Regions from separate parts of the Oryza sativa genome. Here region 1 is linked to region 2. The links are chromatin contacts, called in public HiCAR-type maps. All regions are on one chromosome and are shown on one strand. The core of a region is the stretch at or near the end of the contact, and the rest is flanking DNA. Distances in the headings are between cores, read along the strand shown. Region 1 overlaps LOC4352510 (small COPII coat GTPase SAR1A). Region 2 has its middle 30 kb from the start of LOC112937476.

Region 1 (5,083 bases), core at 1,917-4,416, 140 kb before region 2:
AAAGTTTAGTTTTTTTTTTTCTTTTTTTTTTCACTTGTGCTAGCAAAGGGGCTGAACTCTGAAGGAATAATTAGGTTCCAAGATGGAGAGTTACAGAGTGTTCATATTAAAAACTTCAAATAATTTCATACACATCATATCAGCTCAACGGTCATACTCATGGTAGAAAACTTTGTTATGAAGGTCACAGTTAGGAATACATTGAGTAAGAAATACTACGTATGTTTTTTATCTGAACAGGGCATAAGATGTTACTGTTGGTTTGAAACAGCTGTTAAGTGAAAGTACTTACTACTTACTCCCTCCATCCCATAAAAGATCAACTTCTGGCTACGTCCAGATTCGTAGCCAAAAATTGGTTTTTTATGGGACGGAGGGAGTACCAATTATGTCCCTATCCAGATTCGTGAATTTCAGATATAGTAAGTAGTATTACCTTTGTTGTCATACATGGAGTATAATAGTTCTGCTATAGTAACAAGAATTGGTAGGTTTGGTACTTCGCTTGGTTCATATAGACTTCAATTCAGTTCTATAAGTCTCATAGAAAATGAAATTGGTTGGAGACTTGGAGATATCTTCAAATGTTTTCTAGTTTTTTTTTTCCTGCGGGGATCTTCAAATGTTTTCTAGTTGATCTATTTCTTTGCTTATGCCTTTGTTATTACTACTTGATGTATCGCGATCATGTATGCTGGTGCACCAGTAACTATCCTGCCTTCTACATCCTTCTAATTCATCTTCCAACCTTCCTATGATCAGGTCGACGCGGTGGTCTACCTCGTGGATGCCTACGACAAGGAGAGGTTCTCCGAGTCGAAGAAGGAGCTCGACGCCCTCCTCTCGGACGACTCCCTGGCCACCGTCCCCTTCCTGATCCTGGGCAACAAGATCGACATCCCCTACGCCGCGTCGGAGGAGGAGCTCCGCTACCACATGGGGCTGAGCAACTTCACCACCGGCAAGGGCAGGGTGAGCCTCGGCGAGTCCAACGTTCGCCCCCTGGAGGTGTTCATGTGCAGCATCGTCCGCAAGATGGGCTATGGGGATGGGTTCAAGTGGGTGTCACAGTACATCAAGTAGGGTGTTGTTAGTTTTTGCTGGAAAAATGTTGAGGTAGTCTTCATAGTTCATACTCCTGTTTCACCTTACCACAGAGATGATTTTAGGAGGGAGCTAGAGCTATAGCTAGCAATCTGGTCATGGTGGTTCATGGTTCTTCCGGTACATATGTGGTGGAAGCAGCGAAAGACTGGGATTTGTGCTAGATTTTTCTTCAGTTAATTAAAAAGTGTGACTTTTAAAGATATAGAAACATCTTTTTAAAAGCATTGATTTGATATATCCTCGTCAGAGGAATCATCCTGAAATTGGAGCAAAATTGGCGGTGGTGGGGAGCTCCGAGCAGAGTTCGACTTACCGCCGGTAACCGCGCGGTTACCGTGGTTACCGGGCTTACCGCGGGGGTACGGTAATATAAATACCGCGGTAACCTCCTTAAATTCAAATAAATTTAAAAAATAATTTGAATTTTTGATAAATTTTGCACGGTTTTGTCGCGGTTACCGCGCGGTAACCGTGCTTACCGCCGGGGCGTGGTAACCCCGGCCCCGGCGGTTTGGGAAACCCTGGCTCTGAGACATGGATATTGGTTCTTTTTCCAAGTATACCTTTTCTTTTTAGGTTAATTTGATCCATGCCATTGCCAGTTGCAAATATGCCGATTTAGAAAAATATCAGTACTATTCACGATATTAGCTGGGTGCCATTGAAATTTTACAAAATTAAAACTGTACCATCGCTGTCACGTTTTTTATCTTCTTTTCTTCTCCTCTCTTCCTTCCTTGTCTTATTCTCCTCCCCGTTGGTCGGCCGTGCTTACTGCTCCTCGGTGAAATGCCACCACGCTTGCTGCTGCCCCTACCACCCCAGCATGCTCCTGCCGCCACTTCACCTAATCACCTCCTCGCGTGAGTTACGAGGAGGCTGGATCTAGGCGCGCGTGCTCCCTGGCTAGCGCCGCCACCATCTTCAACTCCTCCTCGTGCGAGCTTTGGGGAGGCCAAATCCAGGTGTTGCCACCATCTCCACCTCCTCATCTGTGGAGGGAGAAGCGGACGGGGAGGTGATGGTGGCCGCCGCCGGCGTCGCTTGCTGCTCCGCCTCCATGTCCTTCACAGGCGCTGGCTGCGGCCCTCATGGCTTGCTGCTCCGCCATCCCGATGCTGCCCTCACCATGTCGTCCCTCTCTGTCGTCGACCTCTCCTATTTCCTGGGCTTTGATGTCGCTAGCCTTGTTTGCTTTGCTGGAGGTCACCGGCCAGCCTCCTTGTAGCCGACCCCTTGACGGGTAGAAGAAGAAAGAAGATGGAAGTGATGGAAAACGTGACGGCGATGGCGCAGTTCTAATTTGGCAAAATTTCAATGGCACCCAGCTGATACCGTGAATAATAGTAATGATATTTTTCTAAATCTGTAAAGTTGCAGTGGTACTGATCAAATTAACCCATTCTTGTCCCCTTGAAACACATGATGAAAGCTCATGCTCATATTTTCAAAATACTTCTCCAAGTATATATTTTCTAAAAAAAAACTTTCTTCTACTATATTGCTTCGATTACTCATACTGCTTAGTTTTCGGTAACTCCCACCTCTAGGATTCACGGCCTCTAACCACTTCAATAAGGAGCCTTTCCACCGTCAACACTGACCTACCGCTCTCCTCTCTCATGGCTAAGGTGGTGCCATCACCGCTTGTTGCCACGGTCGTAAGGTGCAGTTGTAGTTACGACTGCACCTGATCTCAATCCGCGGAGGTGGGCTAGTGGTCATGGCAACGGATTGAGATTAGGTGCAGTCATAACTGCGGCTGCACCTTACGACCGCATGCATTTTCAGCCATTCATTTTTGGGATCAATGGTTGCTACAGTGTTCGTCCTACAGTACCCATGAATAGTACTTTATGGCATAGTACTTTGCTACAGTAACCAATCTAATCCTTACCGTTAGATTTAGATCCAATGTAGCTGTTACAACTGCTTAAGTTGCAGTCCATACTACTACTGCATCTGATTCGGATCCCACCGCTGCTATAGCCATCCCTTTTAAGCTGGGGAATACTTTCTACCTTCCCCACACCGATGCCCCCTTGTCTAACCTTGAAACCTAACCACTCGGAGGCCCATGGAGTTTGCCAGAGATAAAGACGAGAATGAATCACATAGCAAATTGCATGGTTACAAAAATTTATGTGATTTTGCCAAAAAAGGGCCCAAGCCTTGTTTTGAACCTGGAACTTTTTGGGCCGGGCCTAGCTTTACTCGGTCGTTTTCCTCGGCCATTTTCAGGTCACGAAATAGAGGCCCGATCCTGGTGTATATGTCATGCCAGGCCCTGGTCGGCCTTTTTGGGACTGAACTTGGTTTTAACAGGACTAACTGCATTCATAGTCGAATAATAAAAAATGCACCATGATAAAAAAAAAGACATAAAAGGAAAAAAATATTTTACTCTTTTCTTTGACGTATATAATTAGGGAAATGCTATGCCGTTCGGACGGGATGATACCTCAGAGGTATCGTCTAATACCTGTTAAGTATCGGCTGATACCCCATTCAGATGAGATGATACCTTCGAGGTATACCTACTAGGTATTAGGCGATACATATAAGGTATCACCCTGTCCGAAAGGATACTGTCACGTAGCATTACCCTATAATTATCTACCGATCCTTCCGTTCCATTCCAAAATATAATGATTTTTCAAGTTTTTCATGGGGATTAATTAGGAAATAAGATGGAATTGAATGAGGAATGATTGTGATAGCTTGAGATGAGAAAGTATGTGAAAGAAATTAAATGAGAGATTGTTTTGATTGATGAGATGAGGGAGTAGGTACTAGAGAGGTTATATTCTTGGACAAATTTTAATCGCGATGTTGTCATATTTTAGGATGAAGGGATCAACGTATAATTTGGTGATTGCACACAACATAAAAGCCGGAATTGATGTATTTACAGGAAAGAGCTAGCAACAGGTTGATGCCGGGTTATTTCATTTCATGATTGTAGTATGAGAGCACACCAGATACATACGTAGGGATGGTAAAGGACCCAACTTTTTAGACTATAAAATTTAAGAGCTGGGTGTAAATAGGCCGGGTGGGTTGAACTTTTATTCATTTTGAACTAAAAAAATATTTTTAAGAACTAGGTAGAATTGTAAAACAACCCATGCGCCTTGACTATTACCACCCCTACACGTACATGCATGGCTCATAGGCACATACATGTAGCTCAAATGGAGATGCTGTTGGGGATGCCCATCTCCATCACCGACGACATGTCCTTGGGGTCACCATAGCACGGCTTTAGCAGCACATATGGCACCACACCAGGGCCCCACCGGTTCCTCCGCTCCGGATCCCTGTTCCGGCGGTCGATCGTCTCCGCGATCCTCATCATCCTCTCGTTGAACCTCCCGAACGCCGCCCTCACCTCCCTGTTTGCCATCCACGCCGCCTCCGTGTGCGTGCCCATGTACTCCTCGCTTGGCGAGTGCGACGACAACAGGTTGAGCGCTGGCAAGATGAGGGTAGTCTGGTACTGCGACGGGAACGTGTCCAGCAAAACCCTGACAGGATCCTCAACGAATGTCGGTTGCATGCCCTCGCACCCGTGCTCCTCCTCCGTCGGCATGTTTCGCCGCGCGATGGTGGGACGGTTGGGGAAGTAGCCGGCGTAGGGGTACTGGCCGAAGTTCACCGCTGCGTGGTGCCCCGATGCGACCCAAATAATGGTGGTCAGGACCTTGATGAGGCTCCCATGGCAGTCCAGCTCTGGCCATCCGTCCTTCTTGTCCGGGTGGCCATTCGTTTGCACCTCGTTCCACCAACCATGGAGCTCCTCATCAGAGTAAATGTCCGACGCTGACGGGTAGTAATGGTTCACATGGTCTGACACCCACTCCTTGATAGAGTCCCAGACGAGCAGGCCGTCGTTGGCATACGGGTAGTCCTCTATCGTTAGCTTCAGCTTGCCATCCTCCCCATGGAATGCCATTCCCCTGAATTTGAAACAAAT
Region 2 (5,558 bases), core at 1,723-4,222:
TAGCACTGATTAAATCTTTGAACGAATATATATGAAATGCAATATATCAAATATATAGGACGCCTCAAATTACATTGAGCTAGCTTGATCATAGCCAAATTTAATCTTGCTATATATGGACGGTTTCTGCTACTAAAATGTATATTGTCCTTTCGACAGTACATCTGGTAGTATTATATATATATATATATATATATATATATATATATATATATATATATATATATATATATATATATATATATATATATATATATATATATATATATATATATATATATATATATATATATATATAGTAGCAAAAATTGCGTAGGCCCTCTCTTGGTAGTGGCTAGCTAATACGTGTTTCCCGGCCTGCGATGCGCTGCAATTTCTTGACGACCAAATGGAAATTGATGGTTGATGATTATTTGCCTTCTCAGGGAAGAAAAGAAAATTAATAGGCATTGAAGATATCAACTGGTTGTAGGCACAATCGAGGGAAGGAATAGAGGAAGTGATAAGAGTATCTTTACGGTTGTGTACATATGGTGCCCGGACATCAAGATTTAAATTAAATATATACTGAGTATTAAACAAATACCAATAAAGAGAAGTGATCTCAGCCGTTCATTTGTAAATTCTACTACTGGTAATTGAGATGTATGTAGTATAAATAGATAATTCATTAATTATAGAATATTAATATAATCTACAAGATTAATTATATTCTTGTATCAGAAGAGACAACCCCGATGATATATACTTCCTCCGTTTAACGATGTAAGTCATTCTAGTATTTTCTATATTCATATCAATATGAATATAGAAAATGCTAGAATAACTTACATCGTTAAACGGAGGAAGTATATATCATCTAGCAATGAATCGGATAGATAAAGGCAAGGAGGCTAAAGTAGAAAGGTTAGATATATAGTATCTCTGTTGTTGCACATCTCAACGTGTCATGATTGAGTCCCACTCCGGTGCTTTCTACTCGGAGTATAAATTAATCTAAACCGTTGATCGTTTTATATCTAATGGGTCAGATCTATTTATACTCCTATCTTAAATAGCGGTAGTAGAAACGTTAGAGGGTATAATCGTCCAAAAAATATGGACGGGATGGTTGAATTCGTAATTTTGCATATCAGTTAGAAACACTTGAGCATCGTTGGGCCGTGCTAGGTTTAGGGTGAGTGTGGCGGAGCAGATGCGATGAGCAGATCGGCGGCGTGCTTCCATGAGATCGTTGCGGGATTACGGCGGGGGATCAGCCTCGGGAGGCTACTCCTTGCCCAGCGGCTCAAATGCTAGAGATCAGTATGCGTTCCACGCCAGGCCCGAGAAGGAGACATATAACTAGCGAGCCTGAAGCCCTGAACCACGACAAGAAGTCAGATCAATTCAACGATTTCAACGCCATCGAAGCCAATCAATATTACGGTGTTTTGAGCATCGCTTTGAACTGAGCAAATGACCACTCTGAACTTAAATACTTCGGTACCATCTTGGACAAATTTAGCGATGTTAATGGCTTAATTCTTTAAGAACTGAAAACACAACATGTGGAGAAACTAATAAATAGGTTTTAAAGATAATCATGGTGAGTTTATAACAGCACATTTGCTCTTGCTCCTCGATTTGACTATATAGCTTTGTTCAGTAGTTCTTTGTAGTATTATCTGTTCAACGGAGGAGCTCGCACATGCCGGAGTGGGCACTGCCGCCGGAGTCGGGCGCACGCGAGAACGAAAGGAGCGGTGACACAGACGAACTGATCCTACTATTAAGAAAAAAAAGTAAAAGTTAAAAATTACCCTTAACCATAAATTAGTAAAATACTAATTTGCCCTTATAAATTAATGGCTCAGATTGCTTCTACTTGTAGTAGAATACTACAAGTAGAGAGCACCATAGCAGTCTCATGATTAACACATGCGCGGATCGTTCTATATACTATGATTCAACTCCATTACCCTTTGAACGTTACTGGTTAGCAGTAACGCTTTTGTTTGTTACGTATGTGGTATATATTCTATACTAGTAAACTTTAGCAGCAATTCTGTAAAGTGTGTGAAGGATCTACTTTCAGTACTTGCAACTTTTAGTGCCAAAGTATACCAATCAAATCATAAATTATCTTTGCACTCGTTTGTAGAAAACCTTAATTATTCCTAATTAAGTTATATATATGAACTTTCTGCTCAATTCGTAGAGCGGGCCGGGGCGACTCCTGCATTATATCACAGGATGACGATCCAGCAGCCAACGCTATCACTTTCTCGACACTTTGTAGGCAGTGACCTTATAGCTACAAAGCAAAAACAACGAACTTATATACTTATAGAATTCAAGTTTTGTCGGAAGTACTCCCAACCAGGTTCGTTATAGAATTAATGGTGTACGTCGTCATCCCACCACGAATGCCACAGCTCACAGCTTTAACATGTGCTGATGACAAATTGGCGATTGTGTTTATCCATATGCAATTAATCAAGTGATTTGCTAATAATTGAACAACTACTACAAACATACTATTAGGCATTTTAAGTTAGTAATTAAACAATTTTATGAGGTTATTAGCCCAATTTTTATGTGGTTCTAAGTTCTAACTCATAATAGTTCTTCCGGAATATAGCGTTGATTTATAGTGTAAAGTAAAGTGATTGATATACCATTATGTCGTTTAATTAATAATATATACCTCATTTGTTAGCAAAATTATGTTTACTAAAATTTTATAAGGTTCAAATTATAGCATGATATATAGCAGTACTAGTTCATTGTTAGTTCTTTCAGTAAATATTTTTTATGCATGCAATACAACAAGAGCATCGTTGATCAGAAAAGAGAGAAGGCTAAAGCTTGTTAGTATGGGTCCCACCATGAAAGTGGCTTCTTTTCATGCGCATGTATGGGACTCAGCTTGGGTGACATTGCACAGGTAAGTCACGACGTGATATTAGGTAAATCTGGACCATCGGAAACAAATCCAACGGACATGACGCTTGGGCCCACCTGCAGATGCAAAATAATCCTCAATCCATCCATCCCGGTGGGAGACGGCGTCCCCAATCCATCCATCCCGTGTGCTTCGCCGGTTCGCCGCCCGCCGCCGCGAGCCAGCTGGGATGCTCGCCGCCGCCGCCGTGACCGGAGACCGCCGCAAGTGGGGAGGTGACCGGGCGACCTCCGCGCGAGGCGTCCGCGCTCGCCTCGCCCACGTCCGGCCGTTGCCGCGAGCCATCTGGGAGGCTTGCCGCCGCCGTGACCGGAGACCGACTCGCCTCGCCCGCGCCCGGCCGGCCGGCGCCCTGCCGTCCCGCCGCGGCCAGGGAGGCGCCAGGTCGCGTGGATCCCCGCTCCAAGTTATCGAGGTCCGGAACTATATGTCCGGCTCCGGCGGCGTGGATCCCCGCTCGCCGCCCGACAACACCGTGCGCGCCGCCAGCCGCATCATGGGCATGGCCAAGATCGAGTAATCAAGCATCAGCAGACGGAATGAATGAAGTGAATATGATCGATGAAGCTCAGATTGATGCATCTCTCTTTTGTTGACTGCCCAGTCAAGAAATGAGAGGGTATGTCTTTGTAAGTTGTAACGCAGGAAATTATTAACGAGACCGCGTTCGCTTACTCGATTTCGATCGACCATACTTAGTACATGTCGTTATCATCAGGCCACACCAACTACCTTATTCAATCCAATTTAATCTGCTATTTTCTCTAAGAAAATTAAAATAATCTGCAAATTTCAGGGCTTGTATGGCACATAACTACAAGTTTTATGGTCTCAAGTAAATTTAGCATATTGAAACAATATTATTCACAATAAGCAGAATTAAATAAATCGCCTAGCTATATTGAGAAGTTGAAATTTTCGTAGACACTTTAATTATATATAAGGTGAAACTTTTAGGTAAATGCATGTTCGACAAATAAGGAATATTGAAAAATGAGTTTAGAGTTCACATAGAAATACAACTAATTAGAAATAATGAAAATTTAGAATTAAAAATAAATAATATTGAAAGAATAACCTAGAGTCTATATGGAAATATAATTTACAAATAACGAAAATTCGAAATTAAAAAATAAAGAATATTAAAAGATAAGCTCAGAGTTAACATAGAAATACAATTAATTAGAAATAATGAAAATTTAGAATTAAAAATAAATAATATTGGAAGAAGAGTCTAGAGTCTATATACAAATACAATTTACAAATAACTAAAATTTAAAATTAAAAAAATAAGAATATTGGAAGACGAGTCTAGAGTCCATATAGGAATACGATTTAAAAATAACTAAAATTTGATATTAAAAATAATTAATAACTATCATGTATATACAATACAGTATGAATGTTACACATTGGTAGTTTAGTAAAGTCTGTACAAAATTTAAAATTGTGTTGTCATTTTAATATATTTTAATAATAAATTGAGAAAACATATATGCTATTATATGAGAGAAAATATAATGATGCTAGCCGTGCAATCTACGCGGGCCACCATGCTAGCTCAATTTACGAGAACACTCTAGCCATGCATCTCCACTTCTATTTTGGAGTGAAGCTGAAACTACTTTTTACTGAACTCTAAAAGAGATAAAGCTAAACCTAAAACTCTATCAAACAGATATATAGGAGTACTGTAAGTGGATCCCGCCAACCCATTTATAAGTTGAATAAAGTGATCCACGTATACGGATCCACATCCTGGCCCGTTAACCCTCGCTACTGCAGGGTGCCGCGTCGTGGCCCTTTAGTTGTTGAATATGCAGCAAAGCGAAAGTGAACTTTAGATGAAGAGCAGGCTCACCGTGCATCAAAGAGACAAAAATAAGAGCAGCAGACACACCCGGTAAGATGGAGATTAATCCAAAGCGAGAGGATGTTTGGGCGGCTATGCAGCGATATCGCTGGCGGCGATGCTACAACAGTCCAAGAGATCGAAAGTTCAAGCTCCATAATTCCATTGTTTTTTCTAGATTTGTGATTCCTCTAAGAGCGAGAGCAGCAGGGAGGTTTGAGCGATTTCAGTTACATTGTTTGTATTTAATCTTGCCCATTCATCCTAATTAAAGGAAAGGCCAATCACTCAACGGCACCCTGCCGTAGCCTAGCCAGAGCGAACGACAGAGGATTCGGAACCCATTTGTATACACCCTTAGGTCGACCTTTTTAGCACAACTTCAGTGCCAAGATTTCTTGGAGTAGTTAGGTATTACTCCTTATAAATATATGGTCCTAAATCTACAATTACGTTGGTAAAATTTAGATGAGTCATTTTGTTCACAAATTAGATAAGTTTAAAATTTTAAACCACTATAATTTTTATACAAACTTCAAATCTACGGTTGATTTGAGGCCTGGAGTTGTGTCAAATAAAAACTTAGTATGGAGATGTGCTTAGGAGTTAACGAAAGGTGGACAAGATTACATGGGAAGATGTGCATACGATCGAGAGGGCTTTCTCCTCTTGTCCATTTCATTTTTTTTTCCTTGTGTTTTGCTTACGTGGCATATATCGGGGCCTAATTGTTAGCATGCCGAATCAATCGTGCCCGTG

The links. HiCAR-type assays count read pairs that join an accessible place to other places.
Region 1: a HiCAR-type map of leaf shows a contact between it and region 2, with 3 times the contacts expected there. The contact joins two enhancer-like sites. A contact is called at or near these places in 7 of 15 Hi-C or Micro-C datasets (leaf, leaf mesophyll, panicle and 1 more) and 1 of 4 datasets of contacts at active chromatin or transcription factors (leaf).

Annotation. Positions count from the first base shown.
Region 1 is chr12:23,624,449-23,629,531 of ASM3414082v1, reverse strand. It overlaps LOC4352510 (small COPII coat GTPase SAR1A), which reads left to right. Exons shown (of 3, transcript XM_015762712.3): 3 at 763-1,328. The coding sequence ends at 1,083. It also overlaps a transcript of LOC4352509 not described here. Among protein-coding and RNA genes, the nearest start is that of LOC4352510, 5.6 kb to the left of the region's middle. Within about 2 kb of position 3,166, at least 14 of the 15 cell types and tissues checked have open chromatin away from gene starts, as enhancers often do. A contact at or near this core is called in leaf, panicle and seedling, where this site is marked.
Region 2 is chr12:23,481,780-23,487,337 of ASM3414082v1, reverse strand. No RefSeq gene overlaps it. Among protein-coding and RNA genes, the nearest start is that of LOC112937476, 30 kb to the left of the region's middle. Within about 2 kb of position 2,972, at least 9 of the 15 cell types and tissues checked have open chromatin away from gene starts, as enhancers often do. A contact at or near this core is called in leaf, panicle and seedling, where this site is marked.